Linked DNA regions of Rattus norvegicus: region 2 is linked to region 1. A link is a contact called in public Hi-C data. All regions are on one chromosome and are shown on one strand. The core of a region is the stretch at or near the end of the contact, and the rest is flanking DNA. Distances in the headings are between cores, read along the strand shown.

Region 1 (5,961 bases), core at 2,977-5,476:
TACACACACACACACACACACACACACACACACACACACACACGTAAATTTTTAAAAAATCCTTTTAATAAATTAGAGTCCAGAGCCTGTGTTGGTTAAATATACCTGTCACACCAACATTCCAGAGTCCGAGGCAGGAGGATTGCCTCAGTTGCCTGGACTATAGGAAGACTTCCCCGCCCTCACCCCCCAATAAAAACCTAATGAAAGAAAGAAAAATAGAGTCAAGCTTGAGGGTGCACACCTTTAATTACCACACCCAAGAAACTGAGGCAGGAGGATTTTTCAAACTGCCAAATTTGAGAGCAACCTGGGATACACACTATCAATCAGCCAGAGTTATGCAACAAGAGTTTGTGTCAAACTGCTGTTAAAGCAAGGAAGCACACAAAGCAAGCCTGTGGACGATGGTGGTGAATAACTCAGCATGGAAGTCAGGAGCAGGCTTGGAATACATAAATAAATGCAGGGCATTATCAGATGGTGGAAAATGCTAAGGAAAAAACCATAAAGGAGGGTGTTGAGACTACAGTATGCATGAACAAGGTAAATGCTTTTTATGGGGTGTTTAAGGAAGGCTTGTGGGCTCCAGGAGGGGGACATTTGAATCTAGACTGGGAAAATAACTTTGGGGTAAAGGTCCCAAGTGGGAGCAGGCTTAGCTAGATGGGACTCAGTTCACCTGGGCAGTTGTCAGACGTCAGGTAACGTCAGATGGCCACGTGGAAATAAATACTGGGTTGCCAGCTGGTGTTGAGGGAAGAGTTGTGGGAGTCGGGGTGAGGGTGGGGGCTGCGGGATAAGACGTGGGTGTGCTAGAGTCTCCCAGACACCTCGAGCCATGCTGAATTAACATAGGAGGTTTACTGGGGAAGCCAAGTGTGATACTCGCTCCTATAATCCCAGCACTCTGGAAGCTAAGGTAGAAAAATTGTCTGTAGTGCAAGATCTGCATTAGCACAACTTTAGCCCCAGCACGAGGGAGGTAGAGGCAGGTGGATCCCTGGGCTGTAAGGTTCTCAGCGTCCACACGATGGCTCAAAACCATCCTGAATTCACATTCCAGAAGATCGAACGCCCTCTTCTGGTCAACTCAGGTACTGCATGCATGTGCACGCGTACACACAAAAGCAGGCAACACAAACACATAAAATAAATCTTTTATTTATTTTTTTTAAAAGTGTACTGAAGGTATAATTTAGTTAGTAGAATTCTTCCTTTGCATGAACAAGGGCCAGGGTTTAATCCTCAGCAGTGCATAAACTGGTGTGCTATCACGTGTCTAATCCCAGAGCTTGGAAGGCGGAGGCAGAAATTCAGCGTCATCCTCAGCTGCTGTCGTTCTAGCATAGCCTGGGTTAGCAGGTTTGGTGGCAAGCACCTTTACCCACTGAGCCATTTCTCCAGTCCAAAGTGTAGGGTTTCTCATCCTCAATGCTGCTGATGTTTGGGGCTCAATTCTGGGGAACGGCCCTGTGTGCTAATATTAGCTCGACCTAATATTAGCATCCCTAGCCTCCGCCTAGAGAAGGCTGGTAGGCTTCTCCTCCAAGTGTCAGCAAAACCGTGTCTCCAGACATTGCCACTGCCCTGCTGGGGACCAAAGTCAACCCTAGACAAGGAGCACTGAACTTAAGTCTAACCCCAGGGCGATGTCCAGGTGCCAAGGAGACACTGCTGGAAGTGAAGTTCAGTCAGCAGAGTCCTCCTGCAGGCCAGAGCATGCCTTCCTCACCCAGAACACTTACATCCTCTGAATGTTCCTGGGGAAGTTTTCAAAGCCTTCAATGCCCAAAGCTTGACTTTTCCCACAGGAATCCTGGTTCTGCTCATGCCAGCTCTGTCTGGTGTCTTATTGTACTTACTTTTCAGATAGAGTCTCACAGTGTAGCCTAGAACTCTTGCTATGTATACAAGGCTGGTAAAATGTCTGTGTGCATATGTCTGTGAGGTGTGTGTGTGTGTGTGTGTGTGTGTGTGTGTGTGTGTATGTATATGTGTGTATGTATGTGTGTGTGCATGTGTGTGTATGTATGTGTGTATATATGTGTATGTGTGTGTATGTGTGTATGTATGTGTGTGTATGTGTGTGTGTATATGTGTATGTGTGTGTATATGTGTATGTATATGTATGTGTGTATGTATGTGTGTGTGTGTGTGTGTGTGTTGCAAGAAACCTTGGGTCAGATTTCTTCACCATTTGGTGATGAAGGTGCTTATGTCCTGGGGTCATAAGGAAGACCATGAGAAAGGGCGTGAGGGAAGCGGCTGTAATCATGCCTGGTTCTGAGCCAACTGCTGTGAGAGCAGCCCCTCTGGAGATCAAGGCTTAACGTGTAAAGGAGCTCTGTGGAAGTGCCCTAGGGCTATACTGGGAAGGAGAGGAGAAGGGGGTAGGGGGCAGAGATGCCAAGATCCTCCAGGCTGAGGGAAAAGAGTGGTCAACAGTGGGAGGTGTGGCCTTGGGTGGGACGGTGCCTTAAGGGAGAGACTCCCATGAAATCAGCAGGGAAGCTTCTGGCCTCTGGAGTGTTTCTCTTGGCCTCCAGAAGTCTGAGGGCTTCAAGCTAGGGGTGTGGTTCAGTGATGGAGAACTTTCCTGCACCAAGCAAGCGTAGTCCCAGTGTCCACCCCCAGTACCACAAAGCGTGTCCCTGGTGTGTGGATGTGATGCCAGTCCATGCAGAGTCTACCCTGTAAGCTGATGCCTCTGGGATTGAAAATGCCTCTGCACATTGTAGATGCCAGGGAGTTACTCTCAGTCTATCGGCTGCCATGTTCCTGGCTGTTCCCAAGCCACCTCCCCTTCCCTCTTCTGTCTCTCTTGGAACAAGAATCTGGACAGGTGCAGGCGCAACCACACACACCACACTGCCTTGGAGACAGAGGGCAGATCTGGAGGTGGTCCAGCTGTGTGGCCTGGGATGGTCATTTGCACCATGGGGACTGTAGTTTTTCACAGGGAGCTGAACGCGATTATCTGCTGAGAGAGCTGAGCAGACAGTTCTCAGATGTGTACCTGCCATATCTGGGAACCAGTTATAAATAAGTCTCAGGAGCTTATTTTTCAGGAGAACTCCAGTGCATCCCATACCCCAAGAAGCCAGGTCAACCAACAATCCTTGGGTCTAAATCTGAACTCAGAACCTCATCTGTGCTGGGGGAAGTACCGACAGCGGTGGGCACAGCGCCCCCTGCTGGCTGATTCAGGAGTGCTGCCGGGGCAGCTAGGACAGCAGGGCGAATGCACGGATGGGGATGCACTCTCCTTCGCTCTACCCTGGAAAATCAGGTGCAAGTGAATGTCAAGAGAAGCAGTAAGTGCCCAAGAGAGTCACCAAAGTACAACAGCCAAGTACTAGGTGTTAGGTCACTTACCTCTGTCAAGTGTTTGAATGTGACAAGCATGAGAGGCGACCCTCCTTCCCCAGCACAGCTGCAGTCCCAGTACTACCACAAGCCCCTGTCCCACAGGGCCATCTCTCACCTTCCTGGTTAAAAGGCAGCTAACAGGTCCCAAAGCAATTCCACAGTGCCTGGCCGCCCAGGGCTTTGCAAGGAGGTACAACCGGATCAACCCATCCAGGCTAGCTGACTAATGGTGGGAAGCCGGCCCCACCCTTGAGCTGTAGCGATGAAAGGGGCCACCGTGTCAGAGAGTAGGCAGGTGCGGTTGGCAGGTCAGGACTGGCTTGCTTGGCAGCTCAGCCCTCACCCCCTTGGCTCCAAAATTACCTGAACCACTGGGTTTAATACCCAGTGCCACAAGAATGAACAATAAGTCAATAAAACAGCATTTGGCATCCAGGAGGTTGAGGCAGGAGGATTGGGAGTTCGAGGCTGTCCCCTGCTTCATAGCAAGCTCGTGTCCAGCCTGGGTTATAAAAAAACCATGTCTGAAGGGGGCGGGCAGAGGCAGATGCGGGGTCCATCTCTTCTGCTGAGGGAAGCTTCCTCTCTTGAGTCTGACTCAGAAGCAGCTTGTTCCTCAGGGATGCCAGGCCCTGGCCTCCAAACACAACCATCCTTTGGACCCGCCCGCCCTTGCTGCTTTAGGCCAGGCTGGCTCACTGGGTCTGAGGTCACAACTAAGGTGTGGCCAACCAGACCTGGCACACAAGCATCACCCTCAGCTGCTCACTTGTTAGCATGGAGCGGCTTCCCCCGTCTGCGTCCTGATCCCACCCTGCCGGGCGAATGGAAGGTATGTGGGTTGGCGCCCTTGGAAAAGCCCGAGTCACGGAATGGTCATAGCTCGAACACAGGCAGCTGCGACGAAACACGGCCAGGGTGTGAGTCAGGTCGGCTATTTGGAGCAACATGATTCCTGCGTTGGAGGCTTGATTTCCTCATCACTGAAATGCAAACAGGAGTCTAACACCCCAGTAAATGTTAGAGGACTGTCCTAAGCAACCAGGCTGAGCCAACTTTCCAAACAGCCAGGGTTATGTAAGTGTTGGTAGTTCCGGCTGCCACATCGGGAGTTTTCACCCTGAAGTCCATGGATGGGGCAAGTGTGAGGGCCAGGATAACGCGTAGGAATGGCTATCCCTGTGATGGGAAACTCAAGAACTCAGGCATGGAACCAACAAAGGATCAGACTCACACACCTGAAGTCCAGACCTGCCATTTTCAGACCAGCGAGTGAAAACGCAAGGACACAGCGTTAGGAGGGGCAGCAGGGGGTACAGCTCAATGCTAGAGTGTATCCCTAGGCATGCAGGGGGCCCTGGGTTCAGACCTCAGTACTACAAAATTAAAAGAAATAAATAGAACTTTAGAGCCCAGCATGGTGGCGTCCAGCACTCTGGAAGGTGGAGGCAGGATTTGAAAGTCCAAAGCCACTCTTGCCACACAGCAATTTGTAGCCAGTCTGGGCAACATGAGACCTTGCCCAGAGGGGGAAAAAAGCAGCAAACGTGGGGTCCTTATCCTGGGTTTGCCTCCATGTCCTCCTGCTACACTTCCAGTGCTTTATGAAGGGAGACGTTCAGTGGCAAATCAGATGTGTGGCAAGAGGCCAGATATGGAAGGACCATAGAGACGGGACAGACCCTGAAGGATTGAGAGACCAGAAACCTGGCCTGTTGGCTTCATCACCCCAAGACTCCCCCCAAAATCTCCATGGAGAAAATGTATTTGCTTCTCCAACACGTCCTGAGATGACCTCTATGATTCAGTTTCTCCTTCTAAAGAAAACTAAGGTGGAGGAGGTGGGATGGTCAGAAACAGCTTGGCAGAGCATGCCCAGCAGGTCAGGGGTTTGGGGAAGACGGCTTTACTGAAACTGTTGAGCCAACCATAATGTAAGAGGATTGCGGTTCAGGTGGAGGCCAATGTTTTCTGCACCCCAGCAACACCACATGGGGTTCCATCCCTATTGCATCTTATAGGTTTTTTTTGTTTTGTTTTGTTTTTTAATGTATCTCTATGTATCCCAGACCGGCCTTGAACTCATGGTGATCCTCCTGTCTCACTTTCCTAGCTTGCTAGAGATGGAAACCAATGCGCTCTTCCACTAAACCACATCTCCAGTCTTTTTCTTGTTATCATTAATGAGACAGTCTCGCTATGTAGCCCAGGCTAGCCTTGAACTCAGAGAGCTTCCTGCCTCCGCCTCCCAGGTGCTGGGATCAAAGGCATGTGCCTGCACCACCATAACCAGCCTCTTGTGTGTTAATTTATTTTGTGCATGTAAGTAGGGAAAAACATGTAGAAGCCAGAGGACAACTTGCTGGAGTCAGTTCTCAACTTGCTGGAGTCAGTTCTCACCTCCCACGACTCGGATCCCCGGGTCTGAACTTAGGTTGCCACACCAGCAAATTTGCTTTACCCCTGGGTCATCTCACCAGGATATAGTTAACATTTCTGTGTGCTCTTTTTTTGTTTTGTTTGTTTAAATACAGTCCTGTTTATCCTGGAATTTGCTATGTAGACGAGGTTAGCCTTGAACTCACAGAG
Region 2 (6,226 bases), core at 2,832-5,331, 100 kb after region 1:
AGTTCAAGGTCATCCTTGGCTACATAGCTCATTAGAGGCTAGCATGGGCTAGACAGCATCTTGTCTTAAACTCTCTACGGCCACATAGCTACTTGTGTATCCCAGTTTTGTCCCAATGACCTGTTTAGTGTGACCTGAGCCACGCACAAGCCCAGGCTCAGAATCCCCAAGGAAAACCTCAAGGCCACAGAAAGATTATCTTTTTGTGAGTCAATGATTCAGCAAATTAAATATCACACTCCTGAATTATGCTGAGCTAAGAGCAAGATATTGCTCATTACCACATTTATTTAGGGTAAATTATGGTTTCTTTTAGGACTTACTTGGATAGCACGAAAAATAGCCCAGGATATCACAGTCTACACTGTGCACTTGCTGGGATTCTACAATAAAGAAGTATATGTGTTTGGGAAATAGGCCTTAATGAAATAACCAAGAAAAGATTGAAATTATTAATGTAATTCCTTTTGTTGTTGCTATTTTTTGAGATGGGTTACATGTAACCTAGGCAGGCTATGTAAATGAGGATAGCCTACTTTTATCCTAAGCGCTGGAGTACAGGCCTTCCCTGCCCTGCCCAGTCAATGGGAGATACCTACCGTAGGTCTGACCAGATCCTTTGGGACATCCATGTGCAGATTTGACAATGGTACCCACTTCATCCTGGCACTGCTGTGTGAGAAAGAGAAGCCTCAGTCACACAGAACAGAGCTCTGTTTTCTAGCATGATTAAGCAAATACAGTTGCATACTTACAACAGGAGGCCTCGAGTTCTGATTGTACTGCTCCTAGCACCATTTATAGATGAATTCCCCAATTCCTAAAAGAATGGAGGGGACAGGTGTCAGAAGTACAATCAATTCCCAGAGCACAAGCCAAAAGGTATATGGTGCCCAGTAAAAGGGTCTCGATCTTTCAGAGGAAAACACTGGGCGCCAAAACGGCCAAATTAGGTTTAATTAAAAACAAAGTGCTGGGCAGTGGTGGCATAGTCACCTTAATCCCAGCACTCAGGAGGCAGAGGCAGCGAGTCTCCGAGTTTCAGGCCAGCCTGGTCTATACGGCGAGTTCCAAGACAGCTACATAGGAAAACCCAGACTTGAAAAACCAAAAGGCAAACAAACAAACAAACAAACAAACAAACACAAGATGTTTACTGTGATCAGTTCTCAGCACCCACACCCACTGTAACTCCAGTTCCAGAGCGTCTGGTACCCCTGGCCTCCATGGGCGCCCATATGCATGTGGTGCACAGAAAACTCACGTAGGTACACACAAAGGTGCATGAACTAAAAACACAACCAGATCCGCTCGGCTAGGCATACTGGCACGTGCCTTTGATCTAAGCACTCTGGAGGTGGAGTAGGAAGAGCCATGAGTTCAAGGGCAGCCAGATGTACAGAGGACTCATTTGTTCCAGAAACAAAACAGAGAACAACAAAAGTCTTTTAAAATTACGTGTTTGTATAATCTAGTCTTTGCTTGGCTGAAGCACCTTGCTTGTAAATTACACAGAATACAGCACACACGTTTATACCCATCATTAACTCCACAAGCTGCCCTAACGCAGCATTGCACAAATCCTTTAAGTGAGCGCCCCCTTGTGGAAAGGAGGCAAATGGTACTGTTCAGATCTCATAGTTTCTTAGCCACCCAGGCTTAACCTTGAAAGCAGCAATATAAATTCTTTAAAAATACAACAAAGACAAAAATAACAGGGAGGCACAAGTAGAGGAATTAAAACAACTAGCGGGTACGTTACAACAGCCTCTGTTCTCTGTAATGAACGCCTTTAACCCTGTCATTGCAAGGCGGGAGGATCTGTGAGCTGGGGGCCAGCTTGGTCTACAGAGCAAGTTCCAGAACGGCCAGGATTACAGAGAGACCTCGCTTGTTTCCTTGCTCTTATGCTGGGACACACGTTTCCAGCCTTACTTGGCTTACAAGCAAGGACACCAGGCTCAGTGTAAGAGCATGTGTCGTCGTGGCCCTCACACTCAGACAGTAAGCTCTCTGACACCAGCGACCCAAATGCTAAGAAGCACATTTCCTGGTCACATTCTGAAATGTCTGTTGACTCTGAGGTGGGGGTTGCGTGCCTTCCGACCTGGCCTCCAACTGGAGAGATGGGGATGGCCTGGAGTCTGCCTCCCGAGGGTTTGCTATGAACCACTGCCTGCAGCTTTAACTTTTTTAAGGGCTTGGGTGTGTACAGATCTGGCTGGATAAAGTTTTTCTCACAAGTGCAACACTTCCTTCTCTAGCATCCTAGTTTTCTTTTAAAAAAAAATTCTACATTTGTATGGTGTTTCTACATTCATGTACATGTATGTGCAAGTGTTTGGGGGCTAGAAGCTGTCATTCTCTGTCACTCTGCACCTGCTTACGGTAGGATCTCACTGCTCCCAGGACTCAAAATTTTCTTGGCTATTCTGGAAGCCAAAAAGCTTCACTGGACCTCCTGTGAACCCCTGGAGCTGGGTCACAGGGGGGCATGAGTGACCCTCTTGATAGCCTGGTGCTGTCACCTGAACCCCAGACCTCATGGTTGTGCAGCAAGTGCTCTTAACCACTGAGCTATCTCACCTCTCTAGCTCTCATGTCTTTTTCTTAGGATCAGTGGTTATACAAGTGTGGGCTGGGACTGCCCATGAATCCTTAAGACACTCTCAGAAAGCCTGAAACCAAAACTCACTAAGAATTACTCAAGGCTTTTCTGCTTCCATCCTCTGGCTGGTGTACAGTGGAGTCTTACAAAGCTGCATGAGTTGTACTATATGATAAAAGATGGTGTGCAAAAACAAATAAGAAAGCCGCTTCTGCCGTGAGGCTGCATACTGAGGCATTACTCTCCATCAAACTTGCTTTTGCTTTGGGAAGCAGTCTTTCTAAAGTGTTAACTAATTTAACCTGGGAAGATACAGAGGCTGAAGTGACCGCTCACAGTTCTTGCAGAGGACTGGAGTTCCACAGAAGGCTAAGAATGGGGTTCAGTGGCAGGACCTTTGTCTGGTGTGCGCAAGGCCCTGGGTTCAGTCTCTAGTATAAAGGATAAACGTTTTTGTAGACACAAGTTTACGGAGCCCACTCTGGTTCTGAACTCTGTATGTAGCTGAGAGTGATTTTGAACTTCTGATCCTCTTGCTTTGACCTCTCAAGGGCTGGTGTGACAGGTGTGGGCTGCCGTCTCTGGGTTATGTGCTGCTGTGGATCCAACCCAGAGCCAGCTTTAGGCATTGAGGTCTCTAGCAACTGAGCTAGTCTCAGCCCTTCCTTTTTAAAAAATCGTTTATTTTGAAGACAGGGTCTCAATTTGCAGGCCAGGCTAGTGGGCAATCTTCCTCGTGCTTTACAAGTAATCCTATTAGAGGTCCAGTTCTGAGCTTTGTTTTCAAAAACCACAAAGGTCTCGAGGCCAAAGTTCTTGAGACCGCCTAGTTTTTGTTGTTGTTTAATTATTTATTTTGCGACAGGATCTCAACATGTAGCCTGACTGTCTTCGAACCCAGAAGTCCGCCTGCCTCCTTTCCCCAGTGCTGTGATTCACGCCGTGCAACATCAGGCAAGTTTTCCTTCTTCAAAGAACCTCTTGAGGGAGATCTAACCCATTCCTGGGGCCCTTCGAGTCAATCTCTCCAACCCCTGAAGGCGAGGAGGACCTCTCAATGTAACTCCACGCGAGCTTTCTGAGTCCAGCTCCGGCTCAGCACCTAAGTATCCGAGTATTCCTGTCTTCTCTAAGCTCAAGGTTCTCACTGCCCTTTCTAACGTGAAGGGAGGGCTTCTGGACATATTTTTCTCATCTTTCCCGCTCTGACATTCTATAGTTCTAGTTCCTATCTTGTCAATTTGAGTCTCTCGGGGGAAAAAAAATCAGCCCTTATCTTGTCCCTTCCTAATAAAAACTATGGAGGAACACTCCGAGCCGGCCGGGTAGAGGGTAGCAGCGGGACTCGGCGACGGCGCCTTCGGCCGCCAGGGTTTCCCGACCACCCCTTTACCTGCTGCAGGCGCCGGCAGACAGCCACACACGCTGCGCGCGCCGCCATCTTGGTGCCCTGACCTCCCACGATCGCTTCCGGGATCACAGCCGTGCCCTCGAACCATAGAGTTCGAAAAAGAGAGAGTGTCTCCTGTGTTCCGGCACTGAAACAACCATAGAGACGTGGCCCCTTGATTTTGTTTTTTTAATTTAAATTTCTACTTTATTATTTATTTACTTGTTTATTATTCACGCATTCATTTAAGTTTTTGAGTGGATGCGTCGCTTTCGCCGTCTGGATAAACTGCCAGGTTCTATCTATATGCTATATAGCCTAATTATATTTGTCGTGGGTGTTTCTTGTTTGTTTGCTTTGAGACGCACACAACAAAACGCATACTTGGAAAGGAATTTGCTGTTACTACTGAGTCCAAATTCTAACATTTTACCTTATTGCAGAAGCCATTTTGTTGTTAAACTTTGTTCACACCGTCGGAATGCCAGGCTTGTTAATGGATATTTCTAAATTGTGTTTTTCAAAATGCCTTCCCATGCATTTAACGTAATGGAAGCTCCACACTTAGGAGCTCTGGTTTCTGTTTAGGTGGGTGACTTGATCAACTTTCTTCCATACTCTGAACCCATTTTTTTTTTTCCATTTGCCAAGTAGAGAGGAGGACAAAGCAGTAGAGGATTAAATGAGATTAAATGCTATATGATAAACTCATCCTGAATTTGTGGCATCTCTTCTACATCCTGGCTCTTAAAAGGTTATTGGGAAAATGGATAAGGATCAATTTAATGAGGACGATACAAAGTATCTACCTTAGTTAGGGTTTCCATTGCTGTGACAAAACACCATAACCAAAAAGCAAGCTGGCGAGAAAAGGGTTTATTTAGTTACACTTCCAGATCATAGTATATCATTGGAGGAAGTCAGGACAGGAACTTAAGCAGGGCTGGAACCTGGGAGCAGGAGCTGATGCAGATGCCAATGGAGGGCTCCTGCTTACTGGCTTGCTTCCCATGGCTTGCTCAGTCGGCCTGCTTATAGAACCCAGGACCACTAGCCTAGGGATGACAGCACCCACAGTTGCCTGGACCTTCCCCCATAGATCACCAATTGAGAACATGCCTTACAGTTGGATCTCATGGAGACACATCTTCCACTGAGGCGCCTTCCTCTCCAATGACTCCAGCTTGTGTCAACTTGACACACAAACCCAGCTGATACAGTATCTCTGAAAGACCCCCTCCCAGAAAGGGAATTGTACAAGCCCAAGGCCCTCAACTATAGAAATAAAAAGTAAGTTTTTAGATATGTGGGACAAGCTGACCCATCATTTAGACGAAACAGACCAGAAAAGAAAACAAAATGCAGAAACCAGACTAAATTATGGGCACTGCTCCATGGGCCACCTGACAGGAAAAAGAAAAAGTCCCTGACCCCCCGGAAGCCCTGACTACCATGTACTTTTTGCTAACTCACTGTTATGATTATAGCCAAAATAGGTAACATACACGTATGCCTCATTTACTCCACCAATCACATCCCTGTAACCATGCATCTGCTTCTGTAAGCCTGCTTCTGCTCCCAATACACTATAAAAACCCATCCCTGGTTCTGCTAGGCGCGCCAGTCTTCCAAATTGACTGGGACGCCCACAGATACCTGTGTATCCTGATCAATAAAAATCCTCTTGCTGATTGCAGCCTGTGGACTCGGACTGGTCATTGGGCTTGAGGATCTCCCTCCTGAGGGAAGATTCTCTCTGAGAGTCTTACATCTCAATAAAGCATCATGCCAACGTAAAGTTGCATGATGACTAGTGTCTACCTAGTCATCTTATTTGGCAGACACTAGTCGTCTTATTTGGCAGGCCAGAGAATTAAGCGAAGAATGATTTGGTCCAGATGGTACAAACTGATGGAAGGCCTGTGAGTACGGACTACTTTCCTGCCCCTCAGGCTGGCCTCTATGTGGTCTCTATGTGGAAACAGAATCTTCATTAGTACATGGCTGGACTTGGCTATGCCCTACCTGCGCAGGCACCCCAGAGGCTTCCTCAGAATTAGGCTCTCTCTAAATCATGACATTCAGAGTTATCCCTCTCAGCCAGTGGTCCGTTCCGAGAGTGCCCCAACCTTCATCTCTTTGCTACTTCTAAACTTTGCATCCATCTTTCCACGTGGTACCTTGACGATGGCTCCTCACTCAGCCTCCAGTCCTTCTGGATGGTCTCA

What was found. A called contact is a pair of places that touch in the nucleus more often than the background predicts.
Region 2: a contact with region 1 is called in a Hi-C map of hepatocytes, with 2.5 times the contacts expected there. The contact joins the promoter of Mrps10 here to the enhancer-like site in region 1. A contact is called at or near these places in 8 of 12 Hi-C or Micro-C datasets (the A7r5 cell line, the Rat2 cell line, Schwann cells and 5 more) and 1 of 1 datasets of contacts at active chromatin or transcription factors (oligodendrocytes).

The regions. Positions count from the first base shown.
Region 1 is chr9:21,015,110-21,021,070 of GRCr8, forward strand. No RefSeq gene overlaps it. Among named protein-coding and RNA genes, the nearest start is that of Taf8, 28 kb to the left of the region's middle. Within about 2 kb of position 4,227, at least 11 of the 93 cell types and tissues checked have an H3K27ac peak or open chromatin away from gene starts, as enhancers often do. A contact at or near this core is called in hepatocytes and liver, where this site is marked.
Region 2 is chr9:21,118,372-21,124,597 of GRCr8, forward strand. It overlaps Mrps10 (mitochondrial ribosomal protein S10), which reads right to left and starts at 4,082. Exons shown (of 7, transcript NM_001389252.2): 1 at 4,002-4,082; 2 at 756-820; 3 at 600-672. The coding sequence starts at 4,049.